Regions from separate parts of the Mus musculus genome. Here region 1 is linked to region 2. Evidence: chromatin contacts called from public HiChIP or PLAC-seq data. All regions are on one chromosome and are shown on one strand. The core of a region is the stretch at or near the end of the contact, and the rest is flanking DNA. Distances in the headings are between cores, read along the strand shown. Region 1 overlaps Vwa3b (von Willebrand factor A domain containing 3B). Region 2 overlaps Tmem131 (transmembrane protein 131).

Evidence for each region. HiChIP or PLAC-seq counts read pairs in DNA pulled down with a chosen protein or histone mark.
Region 1: a contact with region 2 is called in an H3K27ac HiChIP or PLAC-seq map of embryonic stem cells, with 6 read pairs. The contact joins two enhancer-like sites. A contact is called at or near these places in 2 of 484 Hi-C or Micro-C datasets (CD4 T cells and the G1E-ER4 cell line), 3 of 115 datasets of contacts at active chromatin or transcription factors (embryonic stem cells and regulatory T cells) and 3 of 9 other capture datasets (adipose tissue, embryonic stem cells and liver).

What each region holds. Positions count from the first base shown.
Region 1 is chr1:37,038,906-37,044,310 of GRCm38.p6, forward strand. Vwa3b (von Willebrand factor A domain containing 3B) reads left to right here. Exons shown (of 28, transcript NM_001370828.1): 3 at 3,390-3,484. It overlaps Gm39626 (a long non-coding RNA gene), which reads right to left. Exons shown (of 3, transcript XR_865352.2): 2 at 3,968-4,151; 3 at 3,662-3,829. Among named protein-coding and RNA genes, the nearest start is that of Gm39626, 4.7 kb to the right of the region's middle. Within about 2 kb of position 4,071, at least 26 of the 459 cell types and tissues checked have an H3K27ac peak or open chromatin away from gene starts, as enhancers often do. A contact at or near this core is called in embryonic stem cells, where this site is marked.
Region 2 is chr1:36,827,085-36,832,581 of GRCm38.p6, forward strand. Tmem131 (transmembrane protein 131) reads right to left here. Exons shown (of 41, transcript NM_018872.2): 12 at 2,482-2,590; 13 at 981-1,089; 14 at 178-331; 15 at 1-97. Among named protein-coding and RNA genes, the nearest start is that of Zap70, 68 kb to the left of the region's middle. Within about 2 kb of position 4,112, at least 82 of the 459 cell types and tissues checked have an H3K27ac peak or open chromatin away from gene starts, as enhancers often do. A contact at or near this core is called in embryonic stem cells, where this site is marked.

The DNA.
Region 1 (5,405 bases), core at 2,821-5,320, 210 kb after region 2:
GGTCTGACAGAATTTGGCACTAAACCCATCTGGTCCTGGGCTTTTTTTTTTTTTTTTTTGGTTGGGAGACTTTTAATGACTGCTTCTATTTCTTTATGGGTTATGGGACTGTTTAGATGGTTTATCTGATCCTGATTTAACTTTGGTATTTTGGTATCTGTCTAGAAAATTGTCCATCTCATCCAGATTTTCCCGGTTTGTTGAGTTTTTGTAGTAGGATCTGATGATTTTTTAAAATTTCCTCAGTTTCTGTTGTTCCATCTTCCTTTTCATTTCTGATTTTGTTAATTTGGATACTGTCTCTGTGCCCTCTGGTTAGTCTGGCTAAGGGTTTATCTATTTTGTTGATTTTCTCAAAGAACCAGTTCCTGGTTTTGTTGATTCTTTGTATAGTTCTTTTTGTTTCTACTTGGTTGATTTTAGCCCTGAGTTTGATTATTTCCTGACATCTACTCCTCTTGAGTGTGTTTGCTTCTTCTTGTTCTAGAGCTTTAGGTGTTTTGTTAAGCTGGTAGTGTATGCTCTCTCCAGTTTCTTTTCTTTTTATTTTTTTAAGTTTTATTTATTTTATGTATATGAGTACACTCTAACTGTCTTCAGACACACCAGAAGAGGGCATCTGATCCCATTACAGATGGTTGTGAGCCACCATGTGGTTGCTGGGAATTGAACTCATGACCTCTGGAAGAGCAGTCAGTGCTCTTAACCGCTGAGCCATCTCTCCAGCCCAAAACTCAGGGTTTTTGTTTGTTGTTTGTTTGTTTTTTGAGACAGGGTTTCTCTGTATAGTCCTGGCTATCCTGGAACTCACTTTGTAGACCAGGCTGGCCTCGAACCCAGAATTCTGCCTGCCTCTGCCTCCCGTGTGCTAGGATTAAAGGCATGCACCACCACTACCTGCTCTCTCCAGTTTCTTTTTGGAGGCACTTAGAGCTATGAGTTTTCCTCTTAGCATTGCTTTCATTGTGTCCCATAAGTTTGGGTATGTTGTGCCTCCATTTCCATTAAATTCTAAAAAGTCTTTAATTTCTTTATTTCTTCCTTGACCAAGTTATCATTGGGTAAGGCATTGCTCAGCTTCCATGTGTATATGGGCTTTTTGGTATTTTTGTTGCTATTGAAGACCAGCCTTAGTCTGTGGTGGTCTGATAGGATGCAGGGGATTATTTCAATCTTCTTGTATCTGTTGAGGCCTGTTTTTCCACAGATTATATGGAGAAGGTACTATGAGGTTCTGAGAAGTAGGTATATTCTTTTGTCTTAGGTTGAAATATTCTATAGATATCTGTTAAATCCATTTGGTCCATAATTTCTGTTAGTTTCAATGTGTCTCTGTTTAGTTTGTGTTTCCATGATCTGTCCATTGATGAGAGTGAGGTGTTGAAGTCTCCCACTATTATTGTGTAAGGTGCTATTTCTTAGCTATTTCTAATTGAATAATATTGAAAGCACCTTACTATAATCAAATCAGAATCTAATGTAACCATGAGTTTACTATCTGGTGCTTAATTTGTGTTACTTAATCATCCTAAACAGTTTATAATAGCAGCTATCAGAAGGACTGGGTCTAAGCTTTGTATTCTTAAATTCACAATGCCTATTCAAGAGTAACAATATTAATTTCAAATTTTATATTAATATAAAAATTTACACCAATGCACACATTAAATCTGTATCAATATAAAAATTCTGTACCAATGTAAGAAATGATAACTTCAATTTTGCACCAATTATAAAGATTTCTACCAATGTAAGATTATGGCTCCACAATGCTTTGTATTGATTTGCTTAGCAATCCATTCCATATATCTAATTTCTTTTAAAAAATGTATTTGTTTGTTTATTTTATATGAGAACACTGTAGCTGTCTTCAGACACACCAGAAGAGGGCATCAGATCTCATTGCGGGTGGTTGTGAGCCACCATGTGGTTGCTGGGAACTCAGGACCCTGGAAGAACAATCAGTACTCTTAACTGCTGAGCCATCTCTCCAGCTCCCTAATTTCTTATAATTTTGCTCCATCCCCCTTTGTCCCTTCAGTCCCCTTCCTTTTACCTAGGAAAGAAAGGACAGAGAAGAGGAAAGGAAAGACAGAAATCCCTAAGTTTAAGCTCTTTATTTAGTTTCCTCCCTGTTCAAAATTAAGAACTTTTCCAAATTATCCCTTAACTTGAATGATGTCGTCATCATTCTAAAGATGTCTCTGAGAAGTCTTACCTCGTCTTCTTCCACCATCACAGCTCATCCTCAGAGGCTCTGTGGTCTCTGACAGATCCATGAAGGGCTGGACATGCACTTAGGGAATGCTGTATTCCTGTCCAGTTTGGATTGGCCCTGACACACAGAGGGTGCCAGGTAGACTATGTACCTAAATGTTTGCACAGCTGAGCAAACAATCCAGTAGTCCTGTGACAGAGAACCTAGTGTGCATTTCAGCTGGCTGCTGAGTGTCCACAAACCTACCCCTCTCAAGCCCGGGCCAAATCTTGTGATGCTGACGTCACGCTGACGTCATGCTTGGGTCCTCTGGATCGATTACGCACTCAGTTCATTTCACCTGAGCAGTAGGTAGTCCCTAAGTTGAATTTTTATACTTATTCATTATGCTTGGCTAATTAAAAAACAAGAACAACATTTCCTCTTGAAACTTTGATTTGTATGTGTGTGGTGTGGTGTGCATGTGTAGTGTTCATGCTCGTGTGGGGTCGGTCAGGTGTGCTTACGTGTGTGCGTGTGGACGCCCATATTTTTGGTTTATTGAGATGACCTCATATGCATTTAACCCAGGCTGGCTTTGAACTCCTCATCCTCCTGCTTCTACTTCCCAGGTATTGGGATTAAAATGGTGACTAACATGCGTGCCCATTTTTTCCCCCCAAGTTATGTAAATTAAGTCCAAACCTTCAGTAAGACTCGAGGTGTTAAGCACGGTTTTTATTTATTTATTTATTTATTTATTTGCTTATTTATTTATTTATTATTATTTTATTTTATTTTTTCGAGACAGGGTTTCTCTGTATAGCCCTGGCTGTCCTGGAACCTACTTTGTAGACCAGGCTAGCCTCGAACTCAGAAACCCACCGGCCTCTGCCTCCCAAGTGCTGGATTAAAGGCGTGTGCCACCACCACCTGGCAGCACGGTTTTCATGCTGTGATTTTGAACTTTGCCTCAATTGTTCTAGCTAAAAGAAGCAGGAAATGAACTCCACCCCACCCCACATGATTTCCAAGACTTCTGCATGTCATAAGCACTTATGTTTATCATAGTTCCTGAGAGACCTTATGACTTAGGACAGAATACAAAGCATTACAAATTATTGAGGAAAATGTTTAAAAACAAGAGAGTCTTTGCTGATACGCCGTTTTGATTGTCTTTATACAAATACAGATTATGTGACTTCTTTGAGGAGACTCGTGGCTTCTCGGTATGCTGATGGCCTGTTCCCACAGATCTACACAGCAGAAGATGGCAGACTATACAACGTGAGTCACAGGTCCCTCAGTCCCACGGAAAGAGGCTGCGGCCACATTAAGATCTCAGGGGCTAAGTGGTGGAGATACACGCCTTTAATTCCAGCACTCAGGAGGCAGAGGCAGGGGAATCTCTAAGTTCGAGGCCAGCTTGGTGTACAGAGTAAGTTCCAGGACAGCTAAGGCTACAAAGAGAAACCCTGTCTTGAAAAAGAAAAAGAAACAAATAAACAAACAAACCCTCCACCAAGAAACAACAAAAGATCCCAGGGGCCAGAGGGATTCCCATTTCCTGTTTTCTTTGGGCAGTGGCTTAACGATGAAGTTATTGAGCAGCTGGGGAAGGAAGCCCAGAGCCTGAAAGAGAAGAGTACCGAGAGCTCTCGCTCAGAAGAAAACCCTTTATGTACTGTATTTTGAAAATGACGGTGAAAAAAAGTCAGTATGAGAGTAATCTCCAGAGTCACCCAAGAGACAAATGGAGGCTGTTCTTACCTGCCGGAGCCAGATTGGACGAGGGGCCAGCGCTGGCAGGCGGAGAGCTCACTCACGTCAGGCTAGGACCCACAACTGAAGTCTGAAGTCTTGTTGGAGACACACCTCTGAGAGCCACTGGGACTATTATTTCCTTGGAATCTGTAGGAGGCGCTCCCAGGAGCCCTGTGTTAGTCAAGATTGTCTAAAGAAAGAGGATTAGTAGAAAGAACATATCTATTGAAAGGGGATTTATTACAGTGGCTCACAAACTGTGCTTCAGCTAGCCCAACAATGACTACCTCCCGTTGGAAAGGCCAAGAATTCCTAGTAGTTCAGCCCAGGAGACTGGGTGCCCAGGTCTGGTGCTAGAGTATCGGAGGATTCCTAGAGGATGCTGGTCTTCAGCCTACATTGTACCCCTGAAGGAGTAGGCGCTAACACCAGCAAAGGAATGCCTCAGCAACAGGGTAATGAACTTGCCAGTGAGAGTGAGGGCAAGCAAGCAAAAAGAAAAAGCTTCCTTCTTTATGTCCATTCATGTGGGCTGCCTCCAGAAGGTGTGGCCCAGATTTAGGGCGGGTCTTCCCATCTCAAAGGATCCAATCAAGAAAATCCCTCACAGGAATGCTAAGGGACTTGTTTTCAGCTGATTTCAGAAGTGGTCAAGTAGACAACTAGTATCCATCACAATCCTCAACAGATACTTGGCAGAACACAGCATTTGCATTAAAACCCATTCAATTCTATATGTTATCGCTAGATGATTTATAATACCCAACACAGTATAAATGCTGTGTGAATACATCTTATATCATATTGGATAGGAAATAATAACAATAAATAACCTGTTCATAGTCAGTATCCATGCAGTTCATTTTTAGATATTTTCTACCCTAGGTTGGTTGAATTTGAGAATATAGGCCCTGTGGATAGAGAGGGCCGACTGTTTTTAATAATTTAAAATTGGACCTCTGGGTTTGGTGAACTAGAACTGTTTTAAACTGGTCCACATTAAAATCACCACAGAGCAGAGGTGTCTTTGCCCACATAAACCCACCGCCACACCCCCTGAGATCTTTCTGTGACTTTTCCTAGGTCTACAGGAATGGGAACAACCACCTGCTTAACCCCAGAAAGGGTCCGTTGAATCTAGCCCACGGAACCAGAGTTTATAGGGTTTACTCAAAAGGGTACAAGGGACTCAATGGCAATTGCATCATTGGGAAAAAGCCGCACAACACAGTTTCATGCCAAGGGCCCTGAAAGCTGAGGTCTTCAGAGAAGCCATGAGGTATGGCAGGGGCTGGGGCATGGCTCAGTGGACAAGCACTTGTTGAGCATGCGCAAAGTCCCAGGTTCCATCCCTGGCGCCACGATGCTGCAGAGAAATGGTGCTGGCCTTTGAGGAGTAGACAAGAATATAGACGCACGGCCTTTTCGTTCTTCTTGTCTGCTG
Region 2 (5,497 bases), core at 2,862-5,361:
CTATGTGCATGGATGAGGTGGATGGCATAAAAAACAGGGTAAAAATGTATCCCGACTCATTAGGAAGAATGAGAACCGGCTGGCTGAAGTTGTGCACCTGGGGATGAAGCAGAAGAGCAGGGTTACTCTCACCTGGATGCTAGAGCAGCAGATGCCAAGCAAGCGGGCTCAACGCACCTGAAACATTATTCTGGCTTCTTCTGGTAACAGCACATCATGAATGAGGATCGCAAAACTGAAAGTGTTCGTCAGGTAGATCGGCCTCTCCACTGGGTCAGCAGGACTGTCCTGGATGTGAAACAGCGTGGCGGCGTGATCAAACCCCAAATAACTACGGGAAGAAAACAAAGCAGGATGAATCCTCTTTACTTCCATGTGCCCAACTTGCTTGGTATACATTTAGCATTAAGCCACACCATGGAATTACAACTATAGGCATTTAGTGGTTAATTTTTATAACTTCATTCACCATGTGACTTAACATTTTGCTCATGAAATACTGAAATGAAACAGCGGACGGTTCCCTGCTGCAAGCTGAAATTCCATGGACAGCATGGAGAGTGCAGGAAGGCTAACGCTGCTGAGGTCACTGCAAGCATGAATGCATGCATGGCCACAGTGGGCATCTACAGGCTGTGTGTCGGCACACTGCTAGTTTAGGAAAGGACAGAAGACTGCCTCAAGTCACCGAGGAACAGGCTGACATACCTCAAACAGAATGGCACAGTGAAAAAGGTTCAAAAGATTTAAGTAGTTAAAAAGCACAAATTGACTTATAAATTATTAAATCTAACACAAACCATAATATTCCATTTTCTTTTGCCACCTTAGAAAGTCAGAAATAAACAGGACACAGAAAATTTTCCTTTATAGTTGTGGTTATCCTTTTCACAATAACCCATCAGGTTAGGTGAACTTTTATCAATCAGCAAAAAATTACAAACAAAAAGTTACAAAGCTTCTTTTAAGACAAAACTTACCCATCTAGAACTTCTGCTTGGTAGGGGATTTCGAGTTTAGAATAACTCTTTTCCTTTGCTTTAACAGTTATTTTCCCAGAAAATTGAGATGGCTTTTTTGCTCTCGAAGCTGCAAGGAAGCATTAAAAAAAAATCATCTATTTATGTGTGTGTGTGAGGGTATTTTTGAAATGTAAAAAAATTACATTTCCTTATGTGTGTGTGTGTGTGAGTGAGTGCGGGTGAGGTGTCATGTGGCACACACATTGACAATTTTCAGGACTATCCTCTTTCCTCCATGTGCGTTTTCAGGGACAGAACATATGCTGTCAGGCTTGCAGCAGCGAGGCCTGAACCCTGAGCCATGTAGGCAGCTTCTTACTTTTTACTGCTCGTAAGTCTGTGTGACTTTATGCAAACTGAAAGTTTTGTTTCTGAAAAAGGAAAGCTTTTACACTGGCCAACAGCACACTTGCAAACCGCGCTCACATTTTATATAAAAAGCAGGTTATCTTTCCTGTAGCGAGGCAAACAGGCTCGTTTGAGGCGCTGGTGTCACTTAGGACGGCAGGCTCCTTAACCCTCAGTACAGTGAGCATGTGAGGACCATGCAGACTCTCTCCCACACTGCTGCGCTTGGTTGGCTGCTGCCACCCTCACCGACTCCCTCATCTGATGAGCCGGGGTGTGAGCTGGGGACTCTGGGCAGATGTGGGTGTTGGAGCACCAGGCTCAGCTTTATCGCTCACTCCATGCTCCGATAAGACAGGTGTATTGGATGAAATGGGCATGTCCGGGGTATCAAGACCACAGAAAAGACATGCTCTTCCGAGTTTCAGTTCTTATTTAATTGTATATCTAGTTGAGCAGCTGTTATGTCATAATTTAAAATTTGCAGTAATAAATTCAATAAATTTCTCTTAAAACAAGTGAAAAATGGAATGAAGACAGACTGTAAACATGCTGACGTCTGAGCTAATGTTTCAGGTGAGACTGGGTATGACCAGGGAGGCGTGGTTCTAGATATGAAATAACACATCAAATGATATCTATCACTTGTCTGAAATAGTAGCTAATTTGACAATACATAAAGGCTCTTATTTTAGCTTAGACAGGACTGTCTGCTTTGCTTAAAAAGTCAACACAGAAAAATGTTAAAAATAATATTTTTGCCTGTGAACCAAAATGTGCTTCTGGAAGTTAAATATAGTATCAGTTAATTAAAACACCCAATGACTTCATAACTAAGGTAAATGTCGACTGCTGTGACTAGTTATCCCACACTACAGAAACTTCCGACCCTAACACATCTGCTTAGGTTTCCTGATTGTACATACTGTTTTAGGTTTGTGGAGTTATATTATGAATTAATAAAGTAAGTTAATGATGAATCTTCATAGGGGAAAATCAATTGAGGCAGTAGTATTAAAATAGTCTGGATTTCTATATTAACTCATCAACATAGGAGCTTTCTAGTTTGTCAAAATAATAACCACTCTAGGAGAAAAAAATGAATATTTACCATCAAAACTAATGCTGGCAACCTTGGTATATTTACTTTCAGAAGCTTTTAACGTAACTGGTTTAAAATGTACCGTGATAGCGTCATTTTGTGGTGTTGGTCGAACACTCTGCGAAGAAAACAAACCTGTTATTTTAGTCTAGTAGTTTAGGTAGAAAGAAAAGCATACACAAACGTAAGGCGTAATACTAGTAGCTGTAAGTGAAATAAGACAAGAGCAAAGCCCGACTTTCACAAGAACACTGTATGAAATGCAGTGATGGCAAAGTATGAGATGACTAAGTATGACACCTCAGGACGAACTCACACATGGGAAACCTAAAGGTCTCCTTCTCTACATGAAAGCCTACTTTCTAAGATAAGAGGACAAGAAGATATCTCAAGACTCATCCATCTTGAAGAAAGCCACACACAAAGGTGCCCTGAAACTGTGTCCTAGTAGGAAGAGTGAGCACACCTCAGGGCACTGTGACCCCATGTGGCCTCTGCAGTGTTTCTCCCCAGCTTGGCAGGGTAAGCACGGTCCACTGTCAAAGGGTAAGGCTGCACTCTAGTGAGCACTAGGGACTGAGGCTCACTACAGAGGCACTGAACTTGGAAGTGAGGCTCGGATGCTTACAACTTAGGAAATCAGGTCTATCTACACAAACTTAAAGTTAAGACAAACAAACAAATAAACAAACACCCCACTAAATGGTGTATTTTTAGTATATATTTAAATTGAACACTTTATAAGGTTTATTTTTTTAAATTATCCTCAATGATACAAATCATTTTAACTGAAAGAATTCAAAGATATCAATTCTATCCGCACTGTTCTAATAAAGAGAGCCTCGGGCTGGTGAGATGGCTCAGTGGGTAAGAGCACCCGACTGTTCTTCCGAAGGTCAGGAGTTCAAATCCCAGCAACCACATGGTGGCTCACAACCATCCATAACGAGATCTGACTCCCTCTTCTGGAGTGTCTGAGGACAGCTACAGGGTACTTACATATAATAAATAAATAAATAAATAAATAAATAAATAAATAAATAAATAAGCAAATCTAAAAAAAAAAAAAAGAAAGAAAGCCTCAGAGTATAACGCAATGTTTCAACAGTCGGGTACCGAGAGGACTGAAGCCAGGCTCCTGACTCGGTACAGGGCCACTTGTCTGACATCCTGGTATACAAATTGCACAGTAACCTTAATTCTAAGTATCAAATCATTGGGGCTGTGTGAACTTGACATCAAAGCCCACTTATCCCCCCCCCTCCCCCCAGGACAATCCTCCACCTGTGAAGCTCATGCCTGCTTCACGGCCGGCAGGGCACTAGATTCCTCCCCAGTCGAGGCTGATCCTTATAAAGGAGAACTCTTCCCAGTCTGAGCATCAAATGTGAGTCCCTTGAAGCCACAACAGAAGTGAGAAGAATATGAAAAAGGACACTGGCCTGCAGCCTGGTGCTTGCTATGGCAGGGACTTAAGAAGATTAGAGTAACTCCAGGGCCTGCCAGGGCAGCTCACTCTCCCACGCACTGCCATTAGCCCTGGGGGCTAGCAAGACCTCACAGGCTGGGGCACCCTAAGGACTGCTCCCTCCCTCCCGCAGAAGCACTGCTGGAATCCTTGCACCTCTGCTCTCCCAGCATGAGCTTCTCATCTGCTTCACTGTGCGCTGAAGACTGGGCTGGGAACCAGAAGATCTGCTCACAGCAATTCCTTACTTATCAATAAGCTTACTGTTAGTAGCAACCGTCTAAAACACAGACCTCTCCATCCCCTCAAGCATATGTAAGCATTTTGAGAGTAAACAAAGAACAGCTAGAACTGTGAGCTAAGCTGCAAATGGAAGGAAGTTTCTTTTGCTTTTATTGCACGATTTTACCACCCGAGCAAGGGAAGCCACGGAGCACACGTGGCAGGCAGGCAGGCAGCAGGAGTGCAGCTGGAGCCCCAGCTGCTCGTGGCCACACTCAGGCTCACTTCCCCACCTGTGAGAATTTCTCTAGGGTATGATCTGTCTGCGGAGCTAGAGAGCTGGCCTTGTGAGCTGAGGCCTCAGAGGGCTTTCCTTCACTGTCTACCTTGTGAGACAGCAACAATGGAAGCACGGCCATGTCCAGACATGCTCCCTTGCTGCAGCGGTTCCTGAGGGGCCACACCGTAGCATGCTCTCTGTGGTAGCAGCCTTGCAAAACCGTACCAGAAAGAACAAGTCATGTTTTTTTGCTGAGATACAGTTGTTATAAGCAGGAAGATCTTAAAATACATGTTGAAAAAAAATGATTCTTTCACTTCAAATGCAATACTTTAAGCATTGCCAAATGAGAGAGAGAATTTACATTCAGAGTTATCACTGCAAAACATACTGCACTAATAGTGAACAAATGTAAAGTTGGTGAGCCACTTTACACAAGGAGTCTGAACTGTGCACTCTTAAAAATAAACCTGAATCATCAGGTAAAACTCATTTGTCTAAGGAAATAACAAATAAATAAATAACAAACAAAAATCACAATAAAATACTTAAAGTTCATTCAGGTAACTTAAGATGAAAAAATTATTCAAAATCATTGCCTTGTAATGAACTTATTTATACTAGCCACTTTAGTACTAGTTACTAACTACTGCTAATTCAAAGATGACTTAAGAAATGGGAAAGCAGGGCTGGAGAGATGGCTCAGTGGTTAAGAGCACTGACTGATGATCTTCCAGAGGTTCTGAGTTCAATTCCCAGCAACCACCTGGAGGATCAAAACATCTGTAATGGGATCTGATGCTTGCATCTATTCTTAATACATGTTTAGTCTTTTCTCATGATATTCAGGTCAAACTAGCACTCAGTAATTATGTCAGGTGTGGTGTGCATGCCTATAATCCCAGTACCTAGGAAGCTGAGGTAGATCTCTGTGAGTTCAGAGCCACGTGTGAGACCTTGGTTTTTTGTCTTTTTTTAAAAAAAAGATTCCAAGACATATTGAGCAGTCAGAGCATGCCAACAAGCGAGGGGAAACCGGCTAGTACATAGCAACT